Linked DNA regions of Mus musculus: regions 1 and 2 are each linked to region 3. Evidence: chromatin contacts called from public HiChIP or PLAC-seq data. All regions are on one chromosome and are shown on one strand. The core of a region is the stretch at or near the end of the contact, and the rest is flanking DNA. Distances in the headings are between cores, read along the strand shown. Region 1 holds the start of Gnaz (guanine nucleotide binding protein, alpha z subunit). Region 2 holds the start of Rab36 (RAB36, member RAS oncogene family). Region 3 holds the start of Zwint (ZW10 interactor).

The links. HiChIP or PLAC-seq counts read pairs in DNA pulled down with a chosen protein or histone mark.
Region 1: a contact with region 3 is called in an H3K27ac HiChIP or PLAC-seq map of cardiomyocytes, with 16 times the contacts expected there. The contact joins the promoter of Gnaz here to the promoter of Zwint in region 3. A contact is called at or near these places in 1 of 39 promoter capture datasets (pre-B cells) and 1 of 115 datasets of contacts at active chromatin or transcription factors (cardiomyocytes).
Region 2: a contact with region 3 is called in an H3K4me3 HiChIP or PLAC-seq map of stem cell-derived neural progenitor cells, with 10 times the contacts expected there. The contact joins the promoter of Rab36 here to the promoter of Zwint in region 3. A contact is called at or near these places in 2 of 115 datasets of contacts at active chromatin or transcription factors (astrocytes and stem cell-derived neural progenitor cells).

What each region holds. Positions count from the first base shown.
Region 1 is chr10:74,965,664-74,968,450 of GRCm38.p6, forward strand. Gnaz (guanine nucleotide binding protein, alpha z subunit) reads left to right here and starts at 1,514. Exons shown (of 4, transcript NM_010311.4): 1 at 1,514-1,719. All of the region lies in intron 4 of Rsph14 (radial spoke head homolog 14 (Chlamydomonas)), which reads right to left.
Region 2 is chr10:75,035,795-75,038,553 of GRCm38.p6, forward strand. Rab36 (RAB36, member RAS oncogene family) reads left to right here and starts at 1,432. Exons shown (of 10, transcript NM_001359272.1): 1 at 1,432-2,726. The coding sequence starts at 2,658.
Region 3 is chr10:72,653,184-72,656,276 of GRCm38.p6, forward strand. It overlaps Zwint (ZW10 interactor), which reads left to right and starts at 1,663. Exons shown (of 8, transcript NM_001293683.1): 1 at 1,663-1,794; 2 at 2,800-2,890; 3 at 3,055-3,093. The coding sequence starts at 1,736.

The DNA of each region.
Region 1 (2,787 bases), core at 264-2,763, 2.3 Mb after region 3:
AAGTATGCAAAGTGTGGAGGCCACCAGTAAAAGACCACATGAGACAAAAGCCTCTCACTTTGTGGTAGTTGCCAGTGTCAGGTCCAGCAGACCCCAACCAGCCCAGGTAGACTGTCTAGGGACTAGCCTCTGCTCCCTCGCCAGGAATATTGTAAGTTCCATTGCAAATTCAACTGTCAAATGTAATTCCTACATTGGTTTTACCCTCAGCAGAAGGATGAACTCTGCCCCCTGAACCTGCTGCAGAAACTGCCTCTGCCCAGCCTAAATCACTTGCTAAGGTGTATTTCCTACATACATTAACCCTCTGAAGAGTCGATAGTACAGTTTTTGACAGATTAGGAGACTGACTCTCAGCCAGGTTCCAGTGACAGACTGGCTGCACAGCCGGATGAGTTGGTAGAAATGCTCTTTAGCCATTAGCAAAAGTCCTTCGGTCCTTATTGGTCACTGTAGCAAGACAGGTGTCTTGACTGGCTTCAGTAGTACCCATAACCAGTACCTGGTCCCATCCCTAAAAGTTTAGGCAGCCCTTTCACAGGTGGGCTGTCTACCTGGGGTATGCAGTACAACAGTCAGCCACTGCACAATTGAGACAATCCCACGGAAAGTGGTGTGATGTTGTCCTGCCTCTGGAGCGTCTAGCTGGCAAGCACCAACATTATCGTCATGGCTCCCCATCTCATCCTGGGCTCTAAGGCACATATGCTTAAAGTTACAAGGATGGAGAAGGCAGAGAGGCACTATTGTGGTGGCACCTGGCCTGAGTCTTTCTTGTACAGGAGTAAGGTACTACCAGCCAAGACCCACAGACGGACTCCTCCTGATGAGAGTAGAATCTCACAGCTAGGTTCGTTTGTCAAAGATCTGATGTCTCCTGGGGAGTTTCCAAAGAGGTCAGGGGCTTCATTGATCTGGGACCCTTCGGCTTCTCTCTGTTGCGGGGGTCGACTCCCAGAAGTGCCCCTACATGCTAAAAAAGGAGAGCAGAAGAGAGGGCGAACCATATGCTGCGAAATCTCTCCAGCTTAACCCATCAGGGTTTTCTCGCGCCCTAAAGGATTATTGACATTATCCAAGGAAGCCTGGACGACAGCACCTTGCAAAAAGACATTGTGGGAGAATAGGTTGCCAGGGCTGAGTTCGAACCCCATTTGAGGTAGGGCAGGAAAGCCAGCGTGCAAGGAACCGGGGCTACACTGCTCTGAAGGTGGGTTTCCCAAGATGCTAGAAGTAGCTTCGGGAAGGCTCGGCGCAGTGCAGTGCCACAGTAGCTGGAGCCAGCAGCGCGTGCGGTAAGGCGGCGCGCGCACAGCCGCGCCCCTCCCCTGTCTGTCGTTATTGGACTACTCGCACGTCCGTCGGCAGTTATCGCCCAATGGAAAACGAGCCGGAGCTAGTGGTCGGGCGGCAGCGCGTGGTGCGGGGCAGACAAGCGGCAGACCCCGCCCGCGGTTGGCCTGGCAACGGACTGCGCTCGCGACTCCGCCCCCTGCCGGCGGCGGCGCGGTGCGGGGCGGGTGGACCCGCTTGCAGGCGGCGCGGGAGGGCGGAGGAGGGAGCCAGGGCGGCGGAGCGTGTGTGCCACCCGCGGACCGGTCACGTCCTCGCGCGGCCGCCGGCACCCGCTTCGTGCAGAACCAGGGCGCCACAGCCCTACGCTCGCGGCCCCGCCCCGCCGGGTGCAGCTCGACCGACGCACGAAGCCGCGCCCGGGAGGTGAGTGAGTGAGCGCACCAGCGGCCCCGGCGCGCACAGCTGAACCCGGGGCTGGGGGCGCGGCTGGGGCGCACCCCACCCCCACCCGGGTCGGGGCCTGGGGCCTTTGTGCTGGGGACCCGAGATCTATAGGGCTAGGGGTGCAGAGGCAGGGATGCCCCTCCGGGTGGGAGAGCCCGCTAGGGGTGGGGTTGTCTGCTAGGTGGGCAGGGGGTGGCTATGGCCCAGACAGGTGCCTTGGGAGGGAGGAGCGGCGGCCCAGTAACCCTTGGAAGGGGTGGCTGCCACCTGACGAAATTGGGCAGGGGGTGCAGAGGATGATGTGGGACCACTGCACGCCCTGAGCGGGTGCGGAGTGCAGGCGGGCGATCTGCAGGAGCGACGCCAGGCGGGGGGTCTCTCTCCGGGGGTCCAGGGGTACAGGCAGCCGCAGGTGTCAGGAGCTTGGCCTTGGGTAAAAAAATAAAAAAATAAAAACGGGAAGAGAGGGCCCTGAGGCCCGGTACAACAGCTCGCTGTTCTCGGTCATCGCTCTTGCAACGGAGCAGGTTCCTTGGAGGCATTTGGAGCCAGAGATGAGTATCGACCTGCTGCGATTGTAATGTGTTCCTGGCTCAATATTTTTTCCCTTAAAAGGCGGTGGGGTGTTTGGGGAGGGGTGTGAGGGCCTCTGCTCCGGATCCTGCGGTGAATCTATGGGGGCTCTGCCTTTAGGGAGGTGCTGAGCCTATCTGGATGGAGGATGGCAGGAATCTGCCTAGGCCGAGAATTGGGGATCCTGTTACAGAGAGGAGGATGGGAAAGCAATGCCAAGTGAGACCAGGGTTCCCTGGAGTGTGAGTCTCAGGGTGGAGGGACCAGCCTGGTAACGATGTCGCCTTGTCTGTGGAGGAGATTGGGGCAGGACCCTGAGCCTTGACACTCTTTTCTGCCCAAGTGGTTTCTTAGCGCTGAGAATCATCATCTAGGTCTGCTAACCTGGCCCCTGTCTAGAGGAAGCTGCTTGGCCAGATTCAATTAAGCAAACATTTACTGAGTACTGGCTCCCCTAGGGCTTGTGCTAAGGTG
Region 2 (2,759 bases), core at 182-2,681, 2.4 Mb after region 3:
CTCTATTACTTCTGTGCTACAAGAACTCAAGTCTCCAGCAGCAGCATCCTCACAAGAAACCCTTAACCTTATCGGGGCCCTTTAAAAGCTGAGTAACCTGAGCTTTGGAGATATAGGACCCTTTAAACTTGAGGCCTTAGAAGTGGAACCACTTGCCAGGCCGTGGTGGCATAAGCCTTTAATCAGAGCACTTGGCAGGCTGAAACAGACAGATCTCAGAATCTCTGAGTTCAAGGCCAGTCTGGTCTACAGAGAGAGTTCTAGGACAGCCAGGTTTGTTATACAGAAAAACCCTGTTTCCAATGTGTGTGTGTGTGTGTGATGGTGGTGGTGAGAGATAGCTCAGTGAGTAAGAGCACTTACTGCTCTTCTGAAGATACTGAGTTAAATTCCCAGCACCCACATGGCAGCACAGCTTACAACTGTCTGATGCCGTCTTCTGTACAGATGTACATGCAGACAAAAGTACCCATATACATAAAGTACAGAAAGAAATCAAATCATTCAACAAAGGTCTCAAGCAAAGGCATAAGAATACTTCCTGTTGCATTAAAGACAATTGAAATAGATCTACCAAGGATCCAGTACCACACTTAGAAATCTACCTGCCGCTGTCCTTCACAAAGGGCCTCTCTAGCCCACACTGCCCTAGTTTTATTTTAAGAAAGTGTGAATACCCCCTGGGCTGGGAGTCAGAAAATCTGGGTTCAATTCTATTTCTAACTCGCTAGGCAAATCTTTTTGAATGAGGCTTTTAGTTTTCTTGTCAGAGAGAGAGAGGGAGGGAGGGAGGGAGGGAGGGAGAGAGAGAGAGAGAGAGAGAGAGAGAGAGAGAGAGAGAGAGAGAGAGAGAACAGAGTTGGGAAACCTGAACTTTTCAATTTTGGTAAGAGTTCTGATAAGAGTTATAAGGCCTCTGGAATACATCCTATCCTCCACACCTTGCTTTTCAACAGAAACTAGCTGGAAGGAGCACAGTAACTTGAGTCGCTTTTTAAACATCCATTAACCGAGGAAATTAATTTTTCAGCCTGCACTCCAGAAGCCAGGCACGATTTCCAAAAAGCATTAAATTCAAACGGATGCAGTAAGGCAGATGGTAGGCGTGAGGCGTGTCCTTCCCTTGCAGCAGGGAAGATGCAGGGCTTCAGTGCCATATCATAACTCCTTCTCGGGAGGCCGTCACGACCCGACCCACCAAAGTAGCAAGAGTGAACCTTGAGCCAACCGCACGCTCTGGCCCCGCCTGCTCATCTACGCTTTGGTTGTCATGGTGAGCCCGGGGCGCTGCAGTGGAGTCCGGAAGTCTCTGAGCAAGCAGTGCAAAGCTCGAGGTCCCGGGAGGCTCTCGTTGCTATGGTGATGACTCCGCGAGGGCCTCGTGCCAGCGTTATCGGAGGACTGGAGGAGGGTCCAGACCCCGCCCCCGACGTCGGGATTCGGGAGCTACGAGCCAGTCCCGCGAGGCCACTGTTGCTGTGGTGATTTGCAGCGGCCTGCGCGCCGGAACCTGGTCTTTGCAGCTTGGTGAGTCCTCTCACCCTCCCGGCTGCAGACGCGTCCTGGAGGTTATGGTCCTGAGGCTGTCAAGCCCCCTGCCCTCCACCTACCCCCAAGCCTGAGTGTGGCCTGCAGGCCTGGTCTTCCTCAGTGAGCGTCCATCCTGGGCCAGGCCTCTGCAGGAGCCAGGTCAGAAGAGGACAGCAGATTTAGGAGTGGTGGTGGGGTAGATTCTGGGTGATGTAGGGCAGGGAAAGTGGCTAGAACCTAAATTCACTCAGAGACTCCAACAGACTAAGGGCAAGGGACCCCTCCCTACTCTATTCCATAGCCAGGATTGGGTTTTGTATGTTTGGTTTGGTTTTTGGATTGTTTGTTTTTTTAATACCTCCCACATGCCAAGGAAGTGAATGCAAAGAAGGAGCCCCTCTTCCTAGGCATGGGGTCACCTCCCGACTCGGCAAGATGGGGTATGGGCTGCCCTTCCTCCACTGTGCTGCCTACAGCGTGAATGGCCTCTGCCTAACAATGGTGGTAGGGATGGAGACCCAGATATGTTTTAAGTCACAGGTGCATTTTGAGAACTTGTATGGCTTCCTGGGTCTTGTTAAAAGACAAATATAACAATTTTTGCCCTAATTGACTCTGTGAATGTAGAATTGGGCAACACTTCATCCTGTGAAATAAACTTGAGTGTTGTCTTGTTTTGCTTGGCTCCGTTTGAGTCTCTTGGTGTGACAGGCTCTCAGTGTGTCATGGAAGGACTCCGGAACCCATCACCCTCCTGCCTCTGCTTCCCAAGTGCTGACTGTATAGACCCGTATCACGACTGCACGTGGGTAGGAGTTTGATTTTATAGACAGAAAAAGGAAGGAGAGTAAAAATAGTAAAAAGCAAATTGGTTATTTCAAAGTTACTTCAATTGGAGGATAATTCATGCCAGCTCAGGTTGACTGGTCCCCTTGACTTCCCACAGAAGTCCCAAAGATCTCTTGTTTTGTTGGAAAACTAGCCCATTCAGAATTCTGTTTGATCATGTGACACCTAGCATAATCTGTTCTAGTCCGACCGACTGGGCCATAATGCAGAAACTACGTCTTGCATGTTTTATGTAATACTCTTTACCCCACTGATTGAGTCTGCAGAACACTGGAAGAATGAGGTCCTCTTGGACCCCTTTGGGGCCCCCTGTGAGCCAGGACCGCATCATCACCAGCTTCCCTAAGGTACAGTCATTAGAACACCTTTGTTGTTTTGTT
Region 3 (3,093 bases), core at 413-2,912:
ATTTCTCCTTACCTTACTTTCTCTTCCCTCTCCTATCTATTGGTCAAGTATTAATTCACTCTCTGCTTTCATTGATTTGCCTTATTTGTATATTTTACATAAAAGAAATAATCAGGCCGGGCAGTGGTGGTGCACGCCTTTAATCCCAGTGCTTGGGAGACAGAAGCAGGCAGATTTCTGAGTTTGAGGCCAGCCTGGTCTACAGAGTGAGTTCCAGGACAGCCAGAACTATACAGAGAAACCCTGTCTGGAAAAACACAAGGAAAAAAAAAAAAAAGGAAAGAAAGATAGAAAAAAGAAAAAGAAAGAAAGAAAGAAAGAAAGAAAGAAAGAAAGAAAGAAAGAATCAAATCTGCAATTTTGTTTACCTGGCTTCATTTTTTCAAGGTTCATTGCTAGATTCCCATACAATAATACCCCATTTTTGGTTATTATAAATTTGTATTCCATTTACAGTAGTTCTTCTCATTCCTTGTGTCATGACAGGTTTGTTCTACTTTTGGCTCTTACAGATTTCGTGTGTTGTGTGCATTTTTGTGTTTATATGTTAATTTCCTTTGTAATTATACTTGGAAAATTATAGATCATCCAGTAATTCTATGTTTAACCCTTTGAGGAAACATTGTTTTCAAAACACACCCAGCAGTAACATGAGAGTTCCTCTTGCCCACATCTGTAGCACATCTTGGTTTCTGTTTACTCCTTCTCTGGAACACAAAGATGTTCTGCTTGTCTGATGTCTTAACATCCATTTCTGTTCTAAACAGTGACTTATTCATCTAATAATGAATTTTCTTTTAGTCATGCCTGGGAATGACTAAGCAAAGATCAGGAATTGTAAGCCGAACCTACTGCTTGGTGATTTTTTTTTTTTTTTTTTTTTTTTTGTAACCTCATCTTCATTATTGCAGTCTAGTTGGTCTCACATTTAAGGGATTGTTAAGGCCTCATTCCTTTAATCTGTTAGATGGTGCCACAGCAGTGCTCAACGTAGGTAGGGTTATTTATTGCCAGTCGCAAGGCGACACTTCTCAGTGGTGTATCTGCTCACCATTGAGTAGGCATTCTTCAATACCAATCTGTGAAAATGGTATCTAATATCGACTCTGCTTTAATCTCCAAAGCATCTTTAAAATTCCCTTCAGGAAATTTCCTCAGATACAGCTCAGGATTCAGCAGAGTATTTCAGAAAGCTGCTGGCTCTGGGTTCTCTAGGTGCAGCCTTCTTTCTCTCCCTCCTGCACTCTGGCGACCAACGCCCACCCTCAGTTTCAGCTGGGACTTGTCCACACAAGAGACCCAACTGGGATCTCTGATTAAGGTCTTTAAAAGCACAATGTTTTGAACTCATATAGTATTTACTTATAAGATCAGTATTCTTCAGCGTCGTGGAGGAGAGGCCCACCTCCTTTCTTCCGCAGCAGTACATTTAATAGGAAAGCGTGACTACTGGAACAGATAATAGCCTTTTTCCGGTGTCTGCACCCACCAAATTTTGCTTTCTCACTGTCTGGCCTTCAGCTATCAGTGCTTCCTACTGCGCAGGCTCAGAACCTCCAGCCAGCCCCCAGAACCGAAAAACCGCCTACGCTTGCGTACGGGGGCGGGACCGGAATCGACTCCGGCCAATGAAAAGAGGTGACGTCATTTAAAGTCCTGCCCACTTACCCAGAAACCAATCTCGACCTAGGCGGGCAGTCCAGGAGAATCCAAAGGCGTGGTGAGCGACAGAACGATGGCGGACGCGGAGAAAAACGCTGTTGCGGAGAAAAACAACGCTGTTGCGACGAAAGAGTGAGTGTGGAAGGCGAGGGCCTGGGGCGGCGGCTCGGGCAGTGGCGGCGGAGGGACAGTGGCGCCCTAGTTCAGGAGTGCGACTTCTGAGGGATCTTGTCACCCTAGCTGAGGAGTGCGGGCCCTAAGAGACGATGTCACCTGGATTCTGGAGTGTAGGCCCCGAGGAGCAGTTTCAATTAGAAAAGATAATGCAGCCCGAAAAGACTGTCATCCTACTCCATGAGTGTGGCCTTTGAGGGTTGATGTCGCCTCAATTCAGGAGTGCAGAATTTGACTGTGTGACAACGTCTCTTTTTTGGAATGATGCCTATTAGGGTCTTTGTGGCATTCTGCTGCAGGGGTATGACTAAGCAGGGACTTCTTTCTGTATGCGGAGTGATACATCTGGATGGCTGACGTAGGTCACCTTATGTCGGATGCTGCCTTTGAGGGACATTACCTCACCCACCCTGAGCCCTGTGGCGTAGTATTCTAAAAAAGCCAGCTCCATTACAGATGTCGTAACCAACCCTTTACCATTCTAGGACCTTCTGTCACAACCTTCTTCTTTAGTATTTTTTTATCTGTATCTCTGTCCTCTAGTGGATTGTTCCAGCCAATCTGGAAAGGCTGGGTGGGTTACACATCATACGTTCTGAGATCAGCCATTACTAGCATGTCTTCCAAGGCTTGCCTGAACTTTGGCTTTTCTCTGTTTCTGTATATATGCCCCTGCTGCTTTCAGACGGATTCATCGAGTTTTTACCCATTGTGACCCCCCCTATTTAAACATGTAGTCATGTCTGCACAGTCCCTATCCTCCAGTATTTCAGGTGATTTCCTCATGGCGCTTAGTTGCTACTGTATGTTGTCCAGGTACATGGTGTTTCTGATCTCAGCCTAAAGTCCCTTAAGACCCTTGGGTAGCCTCTGAGCATTGGCACCCTCCTGACATAGATGCCACTGCATATGTTCCTTCGAGCTCGTGTGGTACCATAGCACAATCTCACTCATGCCTTACAGGGTTCTGGCTGAGGCAGCAGCCATTCTAGAACCTGTAGGCTTGCAGGAAGAAGCAGAGCTGCCTGCCAAGATCATGGAGGAGTTTATGAGGGTATGTATGTGCAAAGTGGGACCCAGCGTTTCAGAAGACAGGGGGCGGGGCTGGTCCTGGGATAGCCTCTTGAAATAGTGGGCAGCAATGGGGAAGAACAAAATGGCTGGTCTCTAGTATCAGAAGGGAAGACTAATCCCTGCTTCTGTCCCCACGGTAAACAGAACTCGCGGAAGAAAGACAAACTGCTCTGTAGCCAGCTT